Regions from separate parts of the Mus musculus genome. Here all the other regions are linked to region 2. Evidence: chromatin contacts called from public HiChIP or PLAC-seq and promoter capture Hi-C data. All regions are on one chromosome and are shown on one strand. Each heading gives the region's core, a stretch centred on a gene start, on an enhancer-like site or on the middle of the called end of the contact. The rest is flanking DNA. Distances are from core to core; before and after follow the strand shown. Region 1 has its middle 8.5 kb from the start of 4930597A21Rik. Region 2 holds the start of Pwwp2a (PWWP domain containing 2A). Region 3 has its middle 71 kb from the start of Il12b.

Region 1 (3,160 bases), core at 630-3,129, 900 kb after region 2:
CATTCTCGATTTCTATTTTTAAAGAATGATATTAACTTATTTGTGTGTGTGTGCAGACATGGAAGCCACTGCATGAGTGGTGGAGTGTGGAGGTCACAGGACAACCTGCAGGAGTTTCTTTCTGAACTATTGTAATGAAAGACAGATGAACATATACACACTTCACAGTGAGTTCTCACCTCCACTTCATGAGACTCGGAGATTAAATTCAGTCATGGAGGCAAGAGCCTTTATTCATGGACCCATCTTGGGTCTTAAGCTTGCCGATGAGGCTAGGCTGGCTAGCCAGCCGGCCCCAGAGATCTGACTGTTTCTACCTCTAGCCTGGGATTACAAGTGCACACCACAGCACCTGCCATTTTTGACCTCGGCATTCAACTCAGGACCACATGCTTGTATGGCAAGCTCTGTAGCTATAGAACTACAGTAGCTACAATCTCTTCCCAGACCCAAGAGATTCTGATTTCTCAAAATGAATTATGGGTAAGATTTTAAGACTCTAGACCCCACATGGAGAAGTTTGATGTTCATTTACAAAGGTGTAATGGTACCAAAATGTCAGTTCAGAAAATGAAACAGAACCAGTGACCGATTGTGTCAATCAAAAAATAGTCTTCCCTGGGTATCTGAGAGATTGCTTCCAAGACACACTTGAACACTAAGCCTTCACAAGCTCCAGTTTCTCGTGTGGAGTGGTGTGGAGCCTGTCTGGGCACAGCCTCCAGGAAATGACACATTCAACACTAGATTACTTATATATACCGGATCCTGTACACATCCATTGGGAAGAGTTATACCTTCTGTTTAGGAAGGAATGGGAAGAAGAGAAAACTCTGTCCGTCAGAAGGCCTCAAGAGCTTGTCACCTTGCTTCTAACACTAACCAACCAGTGGTCTAGTGCCACAGAATAACTTCAGTGACAACATGGCGTCATGGCTAATCTTTGTTGCCAACAAACTTGTAGGTATGTCTGTGAGGGTGTTTCAGTGAGGTTCAGTGAAAGAATACCAACCCTGAAGGTCAGTGGCAGCATTCGGAAGGCTGACTAGAGAGAGGAAAGTGAGCCGAGCACCAGCAATCATCTCTTTGTCCTTTCTGACTGCAGGAACAGTGGCAGCTCATACCCGTGTCACCATGCTTGCCTGCCAGGATAGACACCATTCTTTGACACTATGTCAAACCAGTCCTTTCTTCCTTAAGTTGATTCTTGGCAAGAAAAATAACTACTACAACAAAGTGAAATTTTCAAGTGTTTGGCCCTCTGGGGCCACATGAGATCTTCCTTGAAAAAGAAAGGTTTTATTAAGCCAATAGGTGCTATATGTGAGCTTCGGTGAAAAGATCAAGCAGAATTTCTGGGATATCATAATATTCAGAATTATTGATCTGAGACAAGAGTGGATAAGGTGAATCCTATGACAAGGGGGAAAGAAACAGGAAGTAAAGAAATATTTACATGTAAAATCAACTTTAATACACAGCAACCAAAACCTAGCAAGATAGGAAGTTGGGAGCTATCGGAGAGGTTCCTGTATATCTCTGGGAGCCACAGCCCAGTGGGGACCAGGAGATCACACTGTGGGAATAAATGAGTGGGAAGGGTTTGGACCAGTAGTCCAGTCTGTGTCTAGGAACTTCTCAGTTCTTCCTTCTCAGGATGAATCCATCAACCTAAGACCTACATGTGACGTCACATGCAAGTGTAAGTTCCTCTTGCCTCCCCAGTTGTTAAATAATGTTTCTTTTAAAGCTTCTACTCTTCCTAAATTACCCTGAAACCGCTCTCCAACAACAGCGACAACCAAGAGAACACAGCTGAGATGTCAGGGGTATTTGCATTTTTGGTTTGTTATGATGGTCTGGATTGTGCTATCCAAACGTCACTGAGGCTGCCGTTGGCGCTGCTGCAGGTGGGGGCTGACATCTGAAAGCACACATGTGCTAAGAAGTGTGTTGACGGAGGAAGGGGGTCGACAGCTGGCCAAACTTCTACCGAATTATTTAAAATGTTTGATGTGTGTTTTACAAGCCTGCAGCTCACCTTCTAAGGCACTGCTTGGAATGTTTTTGTAATCTTGTTTATGGGTGAGAAGAAAACAAGTAAATGAAGCAGGGAGAAATGAGACCTAATATTTAATTAATGCACAGTGGCACTGTAGGTGGAAGAGAGAATGTTGAACAACAACAAAAGCTTTTACACACACACACACACACACACACGCACACCATGGGAAGCAGTCTTGACTGGTTAAAATAAGAACCTATTTTAATTTTTATTTAATTTAAATTTTATGTGCATTGGTGATTTGACTGCATGCATGTCTGTGTGAGGGGTGTTGGGCCCACTGGGACAGGAGTTACAGACATCAGTGAGCTGCCATGTGAGTGCTGGGAATTGAACCCAGGTCCTCTAGAAGAGCAGTGCCATTGCTGAGCCATCTCTCCAACCCAGAGAACTTGACTATTTTTAATGTAATGTCACAGATATGTCTTTATTCAAATAAACTGAATATCCATCCTATCTTGTCACAGGTGTGCATATGAAGTCTACTTTAAGGACAGAGGTAGTTTGGGCTCAGTAAACTCAAGTGTCTCCCTCTTGCCTTCTGTGAGACACGTGCTCTTACATAGCTCAGTTGCATTAGCCCTGTGAACATGGTGGAATCGCCTGGGGTCCCACCCCACGTCAGTTACTATAGTTTCACCAGGTGGCCATGAGACCTAGAAATGGGAATTTTTGAAAGATTCTTAGGTGACTACCCAGAGCACGTAAATCTGGGAATTGCAGTTCCAGGATCAACACTCCTGATGTCTCATAGTAGGTCCCCACGTTGTCCAGTGTCCCTGGGTCATCACACAGTTTCTCTCCACACTGAACCTTTCTGTTCTCTGTAGTCCATCTCCACCCGAATCAGTACCAGTCAAAACCACGGACTCTCACCCCTGCTTACTCTCAGGACGACAAGCTGGCACCTGTGTGCTTACAGACTAGCAGATATATCTAATCTGGAAAGGTTTCTTAAAAAAATTCAAAAGTGGAGAGACTTCACATTAAAAAGAATCTGCTTCTTTGAAAAAAAAAATTAATAGTTTGTCACCAGAAGGTTGATGGCTTTACCTCATTTGATGGACACTTGCTCCCAACATCCAGTTGAGGCCT
Region 2 (3,147 bases), core at 443-2,942:
GAGATTCTGAATTCTCCTTGACTGGCATCTTCTATTGGACTTTTACTTTCCTGAGAACTGCTAAGCTTGAAATAGACAGAACGTTGGCTAATATTTGCTTATTGTCATTTTGTCTTTTCTATAAAAAAATACCTGGACTTATGACCGTGTAATTTATTAGCTAAACAACATTAGAAACCTTTTTGTCTCAGTTTTCAAATAAAATGGGTATAATAGCACTTGTCGAATTGCAAGGACCATGTAAGATTGTACTAGATATTGATATATAGTATTCAATTAATCTTTGACATTTCATTCTTCCCTCCACGTTGGTAAATATCTTCTTTCTCTTTTGTAGGTGTTTTCAGTGCCTCTGATTGCTCCTATTAGAAAGGACTGACTGAGGAACAATCTGCAAGAAATGAGTACAGTGGCTCCTTCTAGACTTAACAGATTTCAAATAGAATTGGTCTTTAAACGCAACACTTGGGAGGCAGAGAGAAGGAGGCCGATCTCTGTGAGTTCCAGGCAAGCCAGAAGTACATAGGGAGACGCTGTTTCAAAACAAAAACCCAAACCACAAAAACAAGGACCTTAGGACACTGGAGGGCTCCCCTAGCCCTCATCTTTTCTTTCTTGGGATGGGATCTCAGTTTGCAGTTGAGTCTATCCTGAAACTGTATTAAGTCTGGACTAGAATTTTGCCATTTCTGCCTGTGCCTCCCAAGAGCTGCCCCACCGGCAACTATGCCTAGATTTCTTTCTTTCTTTCTTTCTTTCTTTCTTTCTTTCTTTCTTTCTTTCTTTCTTTCTTCCTTCCTTCCTTCCTTCCTTCCTTTCTTTCTTTCTTTCTTTCTTTCTTTCTTTCTGCACACGGCAAGGAAGAGGGTAAGGAAAGAAAAGGCTTCAATAGTGAACTCTTTCCGTGGATCTAAGGACTACAGTCAATTTAGCATGCCAGTTGTCTGTCTTCTCGTTAGAATTTTCCTTTTTTGAAATTAGCAGGTTCCTAGAGTTTAGTCCTTTATATTTTAAAGAGTGAAACCAAGGAAAACACCGCTTGTGTGTATGCGGGAGCTCCTGTCATGTGGTCATGGAGAATGTCTTGTACATCGCCCTGTTTCCAGCACCTCGTAATCTGACTAGTGAATAGGCACCCAAAAAGTGTCTCAGGATTATTTTCGGAACTTTAGTTATCTTTCCCAACAGAAGCCTGTTGTGCCCACACTTGGCCACAAGCAAATCCAAGCCTAGAAATAACATTTATTCTAAGGATCTCTGCGCAAAGATTCTTGGGAAGTGGTTCCCTTTCTGCATTCTCCCGCTATTCCCCCCTTGGGGAGTCTTTGAAAGAACTGGCACGACTCGCGTTTTCTTCCCTTCTCCCACCTCCGAAGAACGGGCCGAGTAAGGGCAGGGGCATAAACCAATCCTAAAGCGGTATTTCCCCTACTAACCAATAGATACAGGCTGTAAGCACAGGGCGCCGCTTTTGCCATCCTTCAGCCCGCCCCTCAAACTCCTTTTAGATTCTCCACTTGACAACTCACCTGACCAATGGGAAGTTCCTACTCTGAGGGAGGGGGCGGGACTCAGCCCGCGACAGACGGCTCCTTCTGACCAATGGGTTGACAGAAGTGCGGAAGGGGGTGGAAGGCGGAGCCAATGGCGCGGTGCCAATCACGAGCATCAGGGAAAGGGCGGGACGAGAGTGTTAGCGGGAGGGAGGGGAAGGCCTCGGGATCCCAGCCGCGCTGCCGCCGCCGCCGCCGCAGCCCGAGTAGGAGGAGGGAGAAACCAGCGAGAAAATGGCGGCCGTGGCTGCTGAGGCGGCGGCGACCGCGGCGTCCCCCGGGGAAGGGGGCGCCGGCGAGGCCGAGCCGGAGCTAGAGCCCATTCCCGGCAGCGAAGCCGGCACCCCCCTCCCGGTCACGGCCACGGAGGCGGCGGTGCCGGACGGCGAGGCCGACGGGCGCCAGTCCGCCCCTCAGGCCGACGAGCAGCCGCTGCCGCCACCGCCGCCGCCGCCGCCGCCGGGGGAGCTGGCCGATAGCTCCGAGGCTGAGGAGGCGAAGCCGCCCGAGCCCGCGGCTGTCCCGGTCTCGCCGCCCGAGCAGCCTCCGGCCGCCCCCGAGCAGCCCGAGGACGCGCCGCGGCCGCCACCAGCTCCGGCGCTCGTGCCGCCGGCGGGCGGGGACTCGGCGGTGTCGCACCTCATCCCCGGCTCGGAGGTGCGGGTCACGCTGGACCACATCATCGAGGACGCGCTCGTCGTGTCGTTCCGCCTCGGGGAGAAGCTCTTCTCCGGGGTCCTCATGGACCTATCCAAAAGGTACCGTCGGCCCCCCAACTGCAAGCTGTCCGCTCCGCCGCGAGGGAGAGCGCGAACCCGAGCTGCTCCCGCCCCGCCCTCGGGTCCTGCGCGCCGCGCCGCTCTCCGCGTGGGGCGCGCTCCGCGTGGGGCCGACGCGCGCGGCCCCGGCCCCAGGTGTGCAGCTGGGGACGCGCGCGGGTGCAGATGGCTGGCACACCCCGCCTCCGCATCCCCAGCCCCCTGCGACCCTCTGGCTTGCGCACTGGGGCAGATGGGTTAATGCAAAATGCAGATGGATCCCCTAGAGAAACGGGTGCTGTGGGGGGGGGGGGGGGGGAAGAGGTGCTGCGGAGGCATCTCCCTGTCCTCAAATCAACCTTTAACTTTAGCGGGGCTGAAGAAAGGGGTGTGTGCTTTGGGCTTCCCAAAAGGTTACCTGTCAGTTGTTAAAAGAGGAAGAGCCTAGAGTTAATGAACCCTTTTTTAACTGTTATTAAGAACTGCTGGAAATAGTTTCTCGGAGGATCACTCTTTAATAAGGAGGTACCTTTTGCTAATTTTACTTATAGCTTAAAGAAATATTGGAGACGGGATAGGTCCCCTGTCTTTTGAACATTTACTACCCAAGTGGTGGGTTTACAAAGGAATGTTCGCATGACTTTTTCTTTGGCAGTGATAGAGATTGAGTCTCAAAAGATTTCCGAGACGATGTTTACAGTTAAATTTGTTTTGACTAGAAGGTTGAGTTCACCTACAAACCTCTGTCTTATCCAGTATATTTTCACCTTTTGATTTAAAATGTTCTGGGCACTGCTTTAAACAGGTAAAGAAGGTAATCTGCTTTCAGTCTAGAG
Region 3 (2,900 bases), core at 352-2,851, 650 kb after region 2:
AGTCTTGTTTAGTGGAATCTCAGTTTCCAAAGCAAAAGCATTCTCTGATTAAAAAAACTGCATTCAATCAACCACGATGTGGTCTTTGAAGCAAGGGATAGCTATGAGACATAAGTGAACTACTAATACAGATTTAGTTCAAGCACAGGACCACATATGACATATATCCCATGGTGAGGAATAGCCACACTGGGAAACTGAGTCCTAGAAGTCCTGGTATTCCTACGAGAGTCAAGACAATGCCTGTGCATCTCCACAAGAGATGGTGCGTGAGCCTTGCTTTCTGCAGGCAGACTCAGTGCTAGAACATATAATCAATATGATCATGCCTCTTGAATGTATGTGCCCACCTTCACTTCAGAAGGATGGACAGAGGTTCCTCGTGTGGAGCTTTGAAGAACCTCACTCTCGACACTCTGGCTCTGACCTTCCCCTGTGAGGTACTGATCTGGATAATATTTCTCCTGTATGAAGCAAACCTGATTCTGTGAATGAAGACCCATCTACTTCTAAGAAAAGCCACCTGATGTTAGTACCACCCAGACCTAGAAAGATGGCCCGTGTGCAGACAGATCCCTTCTGCCAGCCCTTCTGCCTGTTGCCTGGTTGCTTTCCTCATTATCTAGGAATTGTGTTAGACCTGTTTGTTCATTGGCCAGTTCCTTTCCACAATAGAATGAAGGGCCCAATGAAGGCAAAGGTTCTATTCATTTCATCTTATGCTGTCTCTGGTGTTCTCCACCAGAATAGATGCTCAATGTGCAAATGCTGACTAAGTAGATCATTGATTGATTGATTGATTGATTGATTGATTGATGTGCAGGTTCTCTTCTCTCCTCCACAGAGAAAAACAGGCCAGTCAATATTCTTATTATTAACTTGGTGATTACATTTTAAACCCATAAACAGGGGATGTTCTCGGATGCCTCTTATTCCTTACCTTCATCTACAAATGACTTCTATTCTACACTAGACCCAACCTCAGCACCTGGTCTGAGGTTAATGGATATCACTCCAGACTCTACAAGTATCTCTTCAAGGCCATGACAACTTTACTTCAGTAGAGCTAGCCATGACTCCATTTGGTTCAAAAACTATAGAAGGATGCTCTTGGGGATCAAGAGCCAAATACCTAGAGCTTAGCTGTGGTGGAGCTTGGAACATTCACTATCCATCAGCAACTGCTGTGGTGGGGCAGGTAGGGAGAAGTAGAATCCTAGAGACTCATATGGCAGAAGAGTGCCAAGCAGCAGGCAGACTGGGGTAGGTTCTCCTGGCTGGCTCTATCAGGCACCAGCCCATGAAAGCCTTTCAGGCTTCTGAAACCTTGTCTATGACCAGGTGCCTTAAGGGGCTGGGGAGAAAGGCAGGATGACAATTACAGAATCGGGGAAGAAAGAAGAACCAATCACGAAGCAGAGCAGGCTGGGACGGGATCCTCTCTGGTCCCTTACTTGCTGGATTCTAAACTCATCTCACACTTTGTTATAGTTTGGTGAGAGAGATTATGAAATATTTTTTTAAAAAAAGGGGTGAGTAATGTGATCCCTAGGAGGAGGAGAAATAAATCTGGGTGTGGTGCACAGACACAGTCTTTTGTCAACATCTTAAACCTTGGGAATTATTCCAGCTGTCTGTGGATTAGATTGTGGGTAGATCGAGCCCACACTCACAAGACTGAAACAAGATGACTGCAGCACATCTAAGGCCAGCCTTGGCTAGCGTGGGCTAGAGTGTAGCACTGCTTCAAAAGAGAAGAGAAGAAGGGAGAAGGGAGAAAGAAAAAAGAAAGGAGAGGAAAGGAAAGGGAACTCGTTCTGCTACCACAGTCCCACATCCCCGACATCGGAGCCCTGGCTGTGGCTGGGTGGCTGGCTGGCCTAGATCCTCCCAGGGGTTAGCAGTATTTTTCTTTATTGGTGATGGACATGAGACTCTGAGATGACTGCCACCCTGCAGAAGCTCTGGGGTTCTGTAGATGGCATTTCCTATCCTAACCCTGCCTCTAAGCCACTGCCCTTAGCCAAGGCTGCTGCCTTGCCATGTTTCAGTTTCCCCTTCCTCCAAGTGCAGTTCATGACAGGTAACTCCTCTGTCTTTTGATGTCCCTGAAACAGAGGCCACATCTCTCCCCTTGCCTTTGCTGCAGGCGTTTTCTTCCAGGCCTTCCCCTTCCTCATCTCTCCCTCCTGAACCCTTAGCAGACCCCAGAGATCTCCCCACATGACACCACGGTTCCAGATGTTCCCCAGTCTCTGTCACACATGGCTTCCTCCTCCTCGTAGTCTTCTGAAGGGATACAAAGCTATCCCACAAATGCCACCTTAAGAGCAAGTTATCATTTTGTCGCATGTTTGATTACTGGCCCCTTCTCCACAGCAAACATCAGAGTCACAGCTGGCTTTGGCTTCAGGTTTGTCGCTCCAGAGCTGTGTGTCCTAGGCATAGTTGTTGACATTCTCTGCCCCTCACTGTCCCCACGTGAAAAAGTGACATCATAAAACATCTCATAGGGTTCGTGGTAAGAAAGTGCACACAAGCCCTCCAGCACCGTGCCCAGCTCACTCTGTGTGTGCAGTAGTTATGCTAATTGGCACCGCCATTAGCTCTAATAGTTTTGTGTCTCCAGAGGCTGATACTTGAAGCTCATTCCTCTCCAGTTCAATGAGCTTCTAAAATACAATTCTTGGGGTTGGCGATGGCCCTAAGGAGATGCAACCCTCACAGGCTTTGCACAGCTCCTCTCCAGCATCTCTGGACAGAAGAGAGACAAAGGGAAGGATGAAGGATTCGATGGTGTTTCAAGGAGGGTCCATCCAGTCTTGACCATGAGCTGGGCTAACGCATGGAAAATGGCCAATATACACTGAAGGTTTTTCGAATGGTACCTAAGACCCTCA

The links. Promoter capture Hi-C pulls out the DNA fragments that hold promoters and counts their contacts. HiChIP or PLAC-seq counts read pairs in DNA pulled down with a chosen protein or histone mark.
Region 1: an H3K27ac HiChIP or PLAC-seq map of double positive thymocytes shows a contact between it and region 2, with 4 times the contacts expected there. The contact joins the enhancer-like site here to the promoter of Pwwp2a in region 2. A contact is called at or near these places in 4 of 39 promoter capture datasets (the 3T3-L1 cell line, frontonasal cranial neural crest, hematopoietic stem and progenitor cells and 1 more), 4 of 115 datasets of contacts at active chromatin or transcription factors (bone marrow-derived macrophages, double positive thymocytes and large pre-B cells) and 1 of 9 other capture datasets (liver).
Region 3: a contact with region 2 is called in a promoter capture Hi-C map of the 3T3-L1 cell line, with 7 times the contacts expected there. The contact joins the enhancer-like site here to the promoter of Pwwp2a in region 2. A contact is called at or near these places in 8 of 39 promoter capture datasets (the 3T3-L1 cell line, the HPC-7 cell line, cranial neural crest and 4 more), 4 of 115 datasets of contacts at active chromatin or transcription factors (astrocytes, bone marrow-derived macrophages, large pre-B cells and 1 more) and 1 of 9 other capture datasets (adipose tissue).

The regions. Positions count from the first base shown.
Region 1 is chr11:44,576,227-44,579,386 of GRCm38.p6, forward strand. No RefSeq gene overlaps it. Among named protein-coding and RNA genes, the nearest start is that of 4930597A21Rik, 8.5 kb to the right of the region's middle. Within about 2 kb of position 1,880, at least 18 of the 459 cell types and tissues checked have an H3K27ac peak or open chromatin away from gene starts, as enhancers often do. A contact at or near this core is called in double positive thymocytes, where this site is marked.
Region 2 is chr11:43,680,306-43,683,452 of GRCm38.p6, forward strand. Pwwp2a (PWWP domain containing 2A) reads left to right here and starts at 1,693. Exons shown (of 2, transcript NM_027557.1): 1 at 1,693-2,311. The coding sequence starts at 1,788. It overlaps Gm34963 (a long non-coding RNA gene), which reads right to left and starts at 1,759. Exons shown (of 2, transcript XR_388594.3): 1 at 1,530-1,759.
Region 3 is chr11:44,328,075-44,330,974 of GRCm38.p6, forward strand. No RefSeq gene overlaps it. Among named protein-coding and RNA genes, the nearest start is that of Il12b, 71 kb to the right of the region's middle. Within about 2 kb of position 1,602, at least 10 of the 459 cell types and tissues checked have an H3K27ac peak or open chromatin away from gene starts, as enhancers often do.